Linked DNA regions of Macaca mulatta: region 1 is linked to region 2. The links are chromatin contacts, called in public Hi-C maps. All regions are on one chromosome and are shown on one strand. Each heading gives the region's core, a stretch centred on a gene start, on an enhancer-like site or on the middle of the called end of the contact. The rest is flanking DNA. Distances are from core to core; before and after follow the strand shown.

Region 1 (3,989 bases), core at 667-3,166, 310 kb after region 2:
CAACACCCTATTTCCAAATAAGGGCACATTCACAGATATGTGGGGTAGGATTTGGGCACATCTTTTTGAGGCCACAATTCAACCCATGACAAGGCCAAATCTACCTCATTAAACGGGTAGAAATGAACACACAAGAGGTTGAAAACTCCTTTGAAACATAAAGACATTTAATAGATACATCTGCAACGGAATCATGACAATTTGACACACGTGCAGTCCCTTAAGGCCCATTGCTTCCATCCAGGCTTTATCTTCTGTGTCAGTTTCTGGCACATTGAGAGAAATTTACATCTGGAATAACTCCCATCCCATCACAGAGAAGCACAAGGAAGGCTGAGGGCTGGGCTCCTGGCTTCCTGGAAATCCATGGGGCAAGTGTGCAGGGCACAGAAGGACCTTAAGTCTCCTGATGCCACACAGTGGAGTTTTCTATGAAGACATGATATACTAAGAAAGATTCAATGCCACTTATGTAGGCATCCTGCCAAGGACATCTAGCCTGAGTCCAGCCAGAAGGAAATATCGGGCAGACCCGAACTGAGAGATGTTCTATAAAGTAACTGACCCCTCCTCTTCCAAGAGGCCAAAGTCATACACAACAACAAAGAAGGCTGAGAAACTGTTCTAGCTTGCATAACTGCTAAACACAATATGTGACCCCAGATTCGATCCTGTACCAGACAAAAAAATTGCTCTAAAGGATACTATTGGGGCGATAGATGAAATTGGAATCTGGCGAGATGAAAGTACTGATTCAATGTCAAGTTTCCTGAAATTGGTAACCTACGGGGTTATGTAAGAGAGTATGCAGCCTAGTCCCAAATGGTTCACAAAAATTAGAGAAAGAGAAAGAAAGAAGGAGAGAAAAAAGCAAATGTAGGAAAATGCTAAAAACCAGTGAATCTAAGTAAAGAGGGGCCTCGAAGTCCCCTGTGTTGTTCTTGCAACTTTTCTGTAAATTTGAAATTACTTCAAAATGAAAGCTTTAAAAAAAAAACTGTCACATAACCCGGGGATTCTGAAATGCCAGCCTGTAGAACTCCCTGGAGAGCTTGTGAAAACTCAGATTACTGGACCTCTCCCCAGAACTTCTGATTCAATAGGGCTGGAGGGGAAGAGCAAGAATTTGCATTTCTAATAAGCTTCGGGATGCTGCTGCTGCTGGGGATGATGGTCTGAAACACATTTTGAGAACCCCTGGTAGAACCTGGTTTAAATTGTGGTCATGACCACCAAAATCACTAGGCAGAAAGAGTTAAGCTGGCTGCTTCTGGGAGGCAGGACTGGGGAGGGATAGTGCAAGAGATCAGTGTTTTTCATTAGGAACTGTTCTGTAGCGTTTTGTTTATTTCCAGGTTTATATATTTTAATGCCTGCAAATCATCTACATCCACCTGGCATGTAGCAGGTGGTCAGTACCCATTAAAAAACTGCTGGGACCTGAGTTCCTAAAAGATGCCAGGCAACGTGGTACCTCCTGTGTCTGCTGAGTCCTCAGGGGAAGAGAAGATACCAGCACCTACCCCAGCTCATTTTGGGGGAGCAAAGCCCTTTGGGTAACTCCAATAGGATATCTACTTTCCCCTTGGAATTGGCACCAATGAGTCCGGTCAAACCCAAACTGCTCAAAATATCTTCCAATTCTGAGACAAGACTGTGGTTCAGTCAGCAAACTTCTGTCAAGACATGAGCCTCTCCTCCCTCTCTTCTGGGGGTAATGAACCTTGGCCTTAAGCCTCATTAAACCCCATTATATAATCACCCCCATCCTGAGTCTCTTTATAACCCTTCCAGTGGCTTCCTTGGGAGCAGGCAGTTCTGCTCCATCAGTCTTTATTGCTACCTGCTGCCTTCCTCGACAAACCAGGCTTCTGACTCAGCCTCAAGGTACACACAAGGCCAGGCTACCAAATGAGGGTCAGCTCTCTCTTAGCTTGTCCCCAGGACAAAGAGCAGGAGTTGCTTAGAGTTGGGATGAGCTGAGGGGCTGCCGTCTTTCAAGACACCTCATGAAGGACAATATTTCATAAGACCCAGGGCTAGTGGGTACTCCAGCTGGTGTCATTAAGACCAAGATGGGGAAGTTCTGGAACCCATCAGTCACTTGTTCCCCTTGGTAGCTGCTGCCCTGAAGCTGCTGCACCTGGTAGCTGTGTTCTCCCAACCCCAAGCCCCACCCAGAGTTTCCAAAACCAGCATTCTAAGTGAGTCATGGGCAGCTAATAAAGAAACACCCAGAAAACTGCAGGTGGCAAAATTACTACGTCATTCTTCATCTTCTACCAGAGATGTCCAGGATGGATGAGTCGCAGGAGCTTCCTGCAGCTTGTAATTTTGGCTCTGCAACTGCCTGGCCCCTACGGGGATGGCTACAACCTGGGACAACGGATCCCTAGAATAATCACAACAGAGTCGGGTGGAGCAGCAAAAGGCCAGTCAATGCAGGTGCTGCTTCCTAAGTGAGCACAGCACACTGACAAAGAGGCATCCTTTGAGCAAGGCTGTCACCCACAACACGCTCCCCCAGTGATGCAAGGGCATCGGAGAGAAAACTTGAGCATGCTCAGTTCCCTACCTGATGAGCAAGCAAGTTTTAATGAAGATGACATTGCAGTTTCACAACCTAGCATTGCAGAGTGGAAGATTCAAAAGGATGGCAAACTTCACCTCTTTCCTGACCTTGTGACCTTGGGCCAAGTGCTTAAACTCTCTCAGCCCCAGTTTCTTCATCTGTAAAATGGGGATAATAGTATATTATTATAGAGGATAGTAGAGTTTAAATGAAATAATAAAAGTAAACTGCTTTGTGCAATGCCTGGAACATTGTCAACACAATACATACCGATTGCTATTGTGACCATGGTTTTCATCATTGTTGCAAGCCACTTCATCATGTAACATATGGCAATAGCTCCCAAAGCCACCCTTGATTGAGACTCAGTGCTGTAAGTACCAATCTCCATGCTAGTGAATTTACATGCATTTCTCAGTGTATCCTCACTGCATCGTTGCTGGGTAGAAAATAGACTCAAGAGGTTGATTTGTCCAGTGACTTAACAGCATCCAGTTAATTGCTTTAAACCCGAAGTCACTTCTACCAGCCAGTAATGAATGATGACAATTATTTCTTCCATCTAGGTGGCACTCTTTCATTCTGAAGTCGGCTTTCTTTAGGGGATTTAAGACAGCCTGACCTTCACCAGCTGGGATCAGAGATAGAAAATAAGGAGCTCACAAGCTTGCAGACTGGTGGAGTAAAGATGATCCATTGGTGAAGAGCACCTAACCAAACCACCAGAGCATGGTGGCCCACCCAAACGCAACACAGAGTAAATACAGCAAGGGTGGAGAGATAAGTCCACTGATCTCTATTTCTCTGGGAAGCAGGTTCATTTGAGTCAACATCTCCCATGGTGAACAGAAGCAACTGATGTCTTTCATACTAGCCCTACCTGAGTGAGGCTGTGAACCCCAAGGGCTGGTGAACCTTGGAGACAGATTCCTCCATCAGCGAAGGCTCCTGCCATTCCCCTCCCTCCCTTTCCTCACTTGCCACTCCCAGGCCAGGGGACTAGGGTAAGCCCCAAGAAGGTGATGTCCTTCTCATGCCCCACTCGAGGTGGCTGGGCACCCTGAGGTTGTGAGGCTCGGCCACACTACAGCCAGATCTGCCTAATGCTGTCCCCAGGCATTACCATCATGGGGGAACAAGATGGCGTGTCACTGCCCTTCACAGTGCAGACCAGAGCCAGAGCCGACAGTGACAAACAGGCAGACAGACTGAGCCGGGCATGGATGCAGCCCCAGGGGCCCCCTTGGCTGGGTCAGCCGGAGGAAGGCTGCCACCAGGGTCCAAAAGCAGGGAGTTCTCTTCTGAAATTCACAGTGGCGGGGGAATGGGAACGATTACAAACAAGGAGGAGCCAGCACCCGGTAGCTGTGTTCTCCCAACCCCAAGCCCCACCCAGAGTCCCCAGAACCAGCATTCT
Region 2 (3,862 bases), core at 939-3,438:
GACCACAGGTGCACGCCACCACACCTGGCTAATTCTTTTGTAGAGATGGAGTCTCACGCTGTTTTCCAGGCTGGGCTCGAACGCTGAGCTCAAACAATCCTCCTGTCTCAGTCTCCCAAAGTGTTGGGATTACAGGCGTGAGCCACTGCGTCTGGCTGGCTAACTAACTCTTTTTACAATTTCTTTTCTTTATTATGATCACTGAGATGGGCCCAATGCTGCTTCCCTTCTAGAGTTACACACACACTATCCCACTAAATCCTCCTAACAACCCCCTGTAGTACTCATAATCTCAGCTGCATGAATGACAAGCCAGAGAGTCAGAGATGTTAACTCTCACTCTGAGTCACAGAATCCACAAGTGCCCAAGCTGGCCTCTCGCGTTTCCTAAGACGATTCTCAGTGTGAGACTCTGCCTTTCAACCTGGCTGCTGCTGGCCCAGTTTGGCACCGGGGACCCCATCCCTGAGAGGGTGCCACAAATCAGGCTACGGGCTTCGATGCCACCTCCTCTGAGAAGTCCTTCCTGATTCCCTCAACCACCTGTCCTGGGTGCTGCCACAGCACCTCACCTCCACCTCTCTTGCAGAAACTTCACGCCAGGTACAGGGCTTGTCTGTTGCTCACCGCTTAGCCGGACTGCAGGCTTCATTAGAGTGGGGCTCACACCACCTTTATCTGGGCACCTGCCCTCGGCGCCCAGCACTGGCCTTGCCATTTAACACGTATCATGACACATACGATAAATGTGCTGACGTCTGCTGCCGAACGGCCCACGGTAACTGCTGTTCATCCTTAGCATCATACGACTGTGCCAAGACCCACATCCACTATACCCTGTTAACCATACTTGAATTAGAGACTCAGGGGCACTTTCTGTTGATACATCATTTTCATTTAAAAGATTCGAATGGGCTCAATTTTCCAGCATTGCTGGTGCTGCTCATCATTCTTCTACCTTAAGAACAGGCATGTGAGCAGCACAAACACACTTGCAAAGGCTGGGTGGAAGGCCGAAGGGCTGCTGAAATGAGCTCAAACCAATGGCTTTGGTGAAATCAATGGTAGTTAAACTGGGTTTATTAGCTCTGTGACTACTTCTCTGCAGAAGTTATACCTGATAGGTCACTTATAAAAGGAATTTTTCTAGACCTGGCGTGGTGGCTCACACCTGTAATCCCAGCACTTAAGGATGCTGAAGCAGGCAAATGGCTTGAGCCCAGGAGTTCAAGACTAGCCTGGGCAACGTGACAAAATCCCGTCTCTACCAAAAATAAAAAAATTAGCCAGGTGTGGTGGCACACGCCTATAGTCCCAGCTACTCGAGAGGCTGAGGAGAGATGATCAGTTGAGCCCAGGAGGTCGAAGCTCCAGTGAGCTGTGATCACGCCACTACACTCCAGCCTGGGCCATAGAGAGAGACCTTGTCTCAAAAAAAAAAAAAAAAAAAAAAAAAAAAAAAAGAATATTCCCTCTGAAAGGGATAGATCAAATAGTGGGGCTAATGTCCAAGATTAGATGGGAACTCAGTGCTGACACCCAGCAAGGTCAAGGTGGGAGGACTTATTTTCAGTCTCCTCTGAGCAGTTGGTCTAATCTAGAATGACAATCAGAAAGATGAAATTAAAGTTCTTTAAACCCCGGCATTTACAGGGCTTGTACCAAAGGAAACATGAAGTTATCATCAGTGAGGATTGGACAGCGAGTCAAGACACTGAAGTTCTATCCCAGCTTTGGCAGTAATGTGCTGTGTGACTTTCATCCAGTCACATGCCTTTCCTGGGCCTCAGTTTCCCAATTTGTACAAGGAGGGTGACAGACAAAAACTGAGGGTATTAGAATCTCCTGGAGCAGCCTTGTTAAAAATATAGATATTTCCAGTCTCCCCCAGGGATGCTGATTTGGTAGATTTAGGGTGGGGTCTGGCATCTTTGCTTTTAACCAGTGACTTGTTGTATTCTGACACTAAAGGCCCACTGGGCTGATGTTTGGCGTTTGCTGGATTAGATGATGTTTAAATGTTGTCATATATTAGAACAAGGAAAATGGTCATGTCTATAACTTATGTGGTGTTAACCATAAAAACCCACACTGATCCGTGGCAGGAAACATGCCCCCCTGTTCAAACAATCCAGATTAAAAAGGGTCCTGAAATGCCAAAATCAACTTCTACAAATTCCGGTTTCTTTTTCTTTTTTTTTTTTTTTGGGACGGAACTGCACTCTGTCGCCCAGGCTGGAGTGCAGTGGTGTGATCTCGGCTCACTGCAAGCTCCACCTCCCGGGCTCACGCCATTCTCCTGCCTCAGCCTCCTGAGTAGCTGGGACTACAGGCACCCACCACCACGCCCGGAGAAGTTTTTGTATTTTTAGTGGAGATGGGGTTTCACCGTGTTAGCCAGGATGGTCTCGATCTCCTGACCTCGTGATCTGCCCGCCTCGGCCTCCCAAAGTGCTGGGATTACAGGCATGAGCCACTGCGCCCAGCCTACAAATTCCAGTTTCTAATGGGAAAAAGCCCCAGTTCTCATGAGCACTGATTGTTGCCTGTGGCTCTTAACCACATTCCAAGCCCTTCACAGACCCATAGAACCTGAGTGACAGGCAACACATGAAGTCTTGTCATAAGACACCCCAAAACATCAGCAGACTGTGAGCGCAACAGGCACAGCCAAACCTGTCTGTGCTCACAATATGCAGGCAAATTGACCTCCCAGTCTTCCTGCCTCCTGGGAAATCAGCAACCCTGCCAGCGGGGACATTTCTGGACAACCGTCTGAGTGGTACCTTGGACAACTCTTTGCATCTTACTCACAGAGACCCACTGGGAGCAGCCTAACCTGTCACAATATCCCCGCCCTCTCACTTCTCCGTGAAGTCCTTCCCCGTGGAATACATAGGCTCCTGGGGACTGGCTTTGGCCATTTGGGAAAAATAAAGAGGAGACAGAAAGGGCAAAAAGCAGGCTGCTCTGAAAGCCACGATGACACTATTGGCCCCAAACGGCTCCATTTGTTTCGGATTGTAAGGCCTTCCTGCCTTACAATCACCAATCTTGGCATAACAGCATTGTTTCTAGAACACCTTTCACACACATAATCACAAAGTCTTCAAAACAGCCCCGTGTGGGAGTTACTGTTCTCATTTTACAGACAACAGAACCGAAGCTCAGAAAGGTTAAGTGAACAATCTGAGGTCACACAGCCATGGAGTGAGCTAAGCTTGGCCTCAAGCTGAGATCTTCACCAGGTCTCTCTACCACACTGCTCACTCTTTCTCTACGTGATCTGGGACTCTGGGGAAAAAAAAATCACACAATTTGTGGAGACAAAGCCAAGCCTCTGACCATAGGGATGGCTGGCCTCTGGCTGAGCAGATGTATCAGGAAATACAGCTATGTGTGCCAAGGTTCCGGTACATGTCAGATTGCGTAGGTGCCCAGATGTATGCAAAATGCCCCCAATTAAGAAAGCAAAAATTGGGGTTGAGGTCTTGGGTAGTGCCACTTACCAGCTAGGTGACTATGGGTAGGTAGCTTGGTTTGCCACACCTCAATTTCCACAGCTGCAAAATGGAATTCAGATGACTGCACTGGCAACCTGAGAGTTGTTAAGAGGCTCCAGGTGAATAATATGTGTGACAGTGCCTTGGAGCTGTCAGTGACAGAGCTGTGCGCCCCTCAGGGCGCCTCTGAAATCCAGGCTAGTGGAAAGGGGCCGGGGCCGCTGTGGCGGTGCTGGTGGGACAGAGACCCCCTCCTTCAGAGACCTGCGGAGGCTTCTCAAACCATCCGCTGAGATGCCTTGAGGGCGGAGAACGGACGCGACCCATGCGCACTTGGGGGGATTTATCTTCAGTTCTGA

What was found. Hi-C and Micro-C count contacts between places; a contact is called where the count stands out from the background.
Region 1: a contact with region 2 is called in a Hi-C map of sperm, with 4 times the contacts expected there. The contact joins the enhancer-like site here to the promoter of LOC114670967 in region 2. A contact is called at or near these places in 6 of 14 Hi-C or Micro-C datasets (cortical neurons, fetal cortex germinal zone, fetal cortical plate and 3 more).

What each region holds. Positions count from the first base shown.
Region 1 is chr11:124,927,850-124,931,838 of T2T-MMU8v2.0, forward strand. All of the region lies in intron 5 of KSR2 (kinase suppressor of ras 2), which reads right to left. Among named protein-coding and RNA genes, the nearest start is that of NOS1, 220 kb to the left of the region's middle. Within about 2 kb of position 1,917, at least 3 of the 40 cell types and tissues checked have an H3K27ac peak or open chromatin away from gene starts, as enhancers often do.
Region 2 is chr11:124,621,378-124,625,239 of T2T-MMU8v2.0, forward strand. It overlaps LOC114670967, which reads left to right and starts at 2,189. Exons shown (of 2, transcript XR_013401519.1): 1 at 2,189-3,862. All of the region lies in intron 1 of NOS1 (nitric oxide synthase 1), which reads right to left.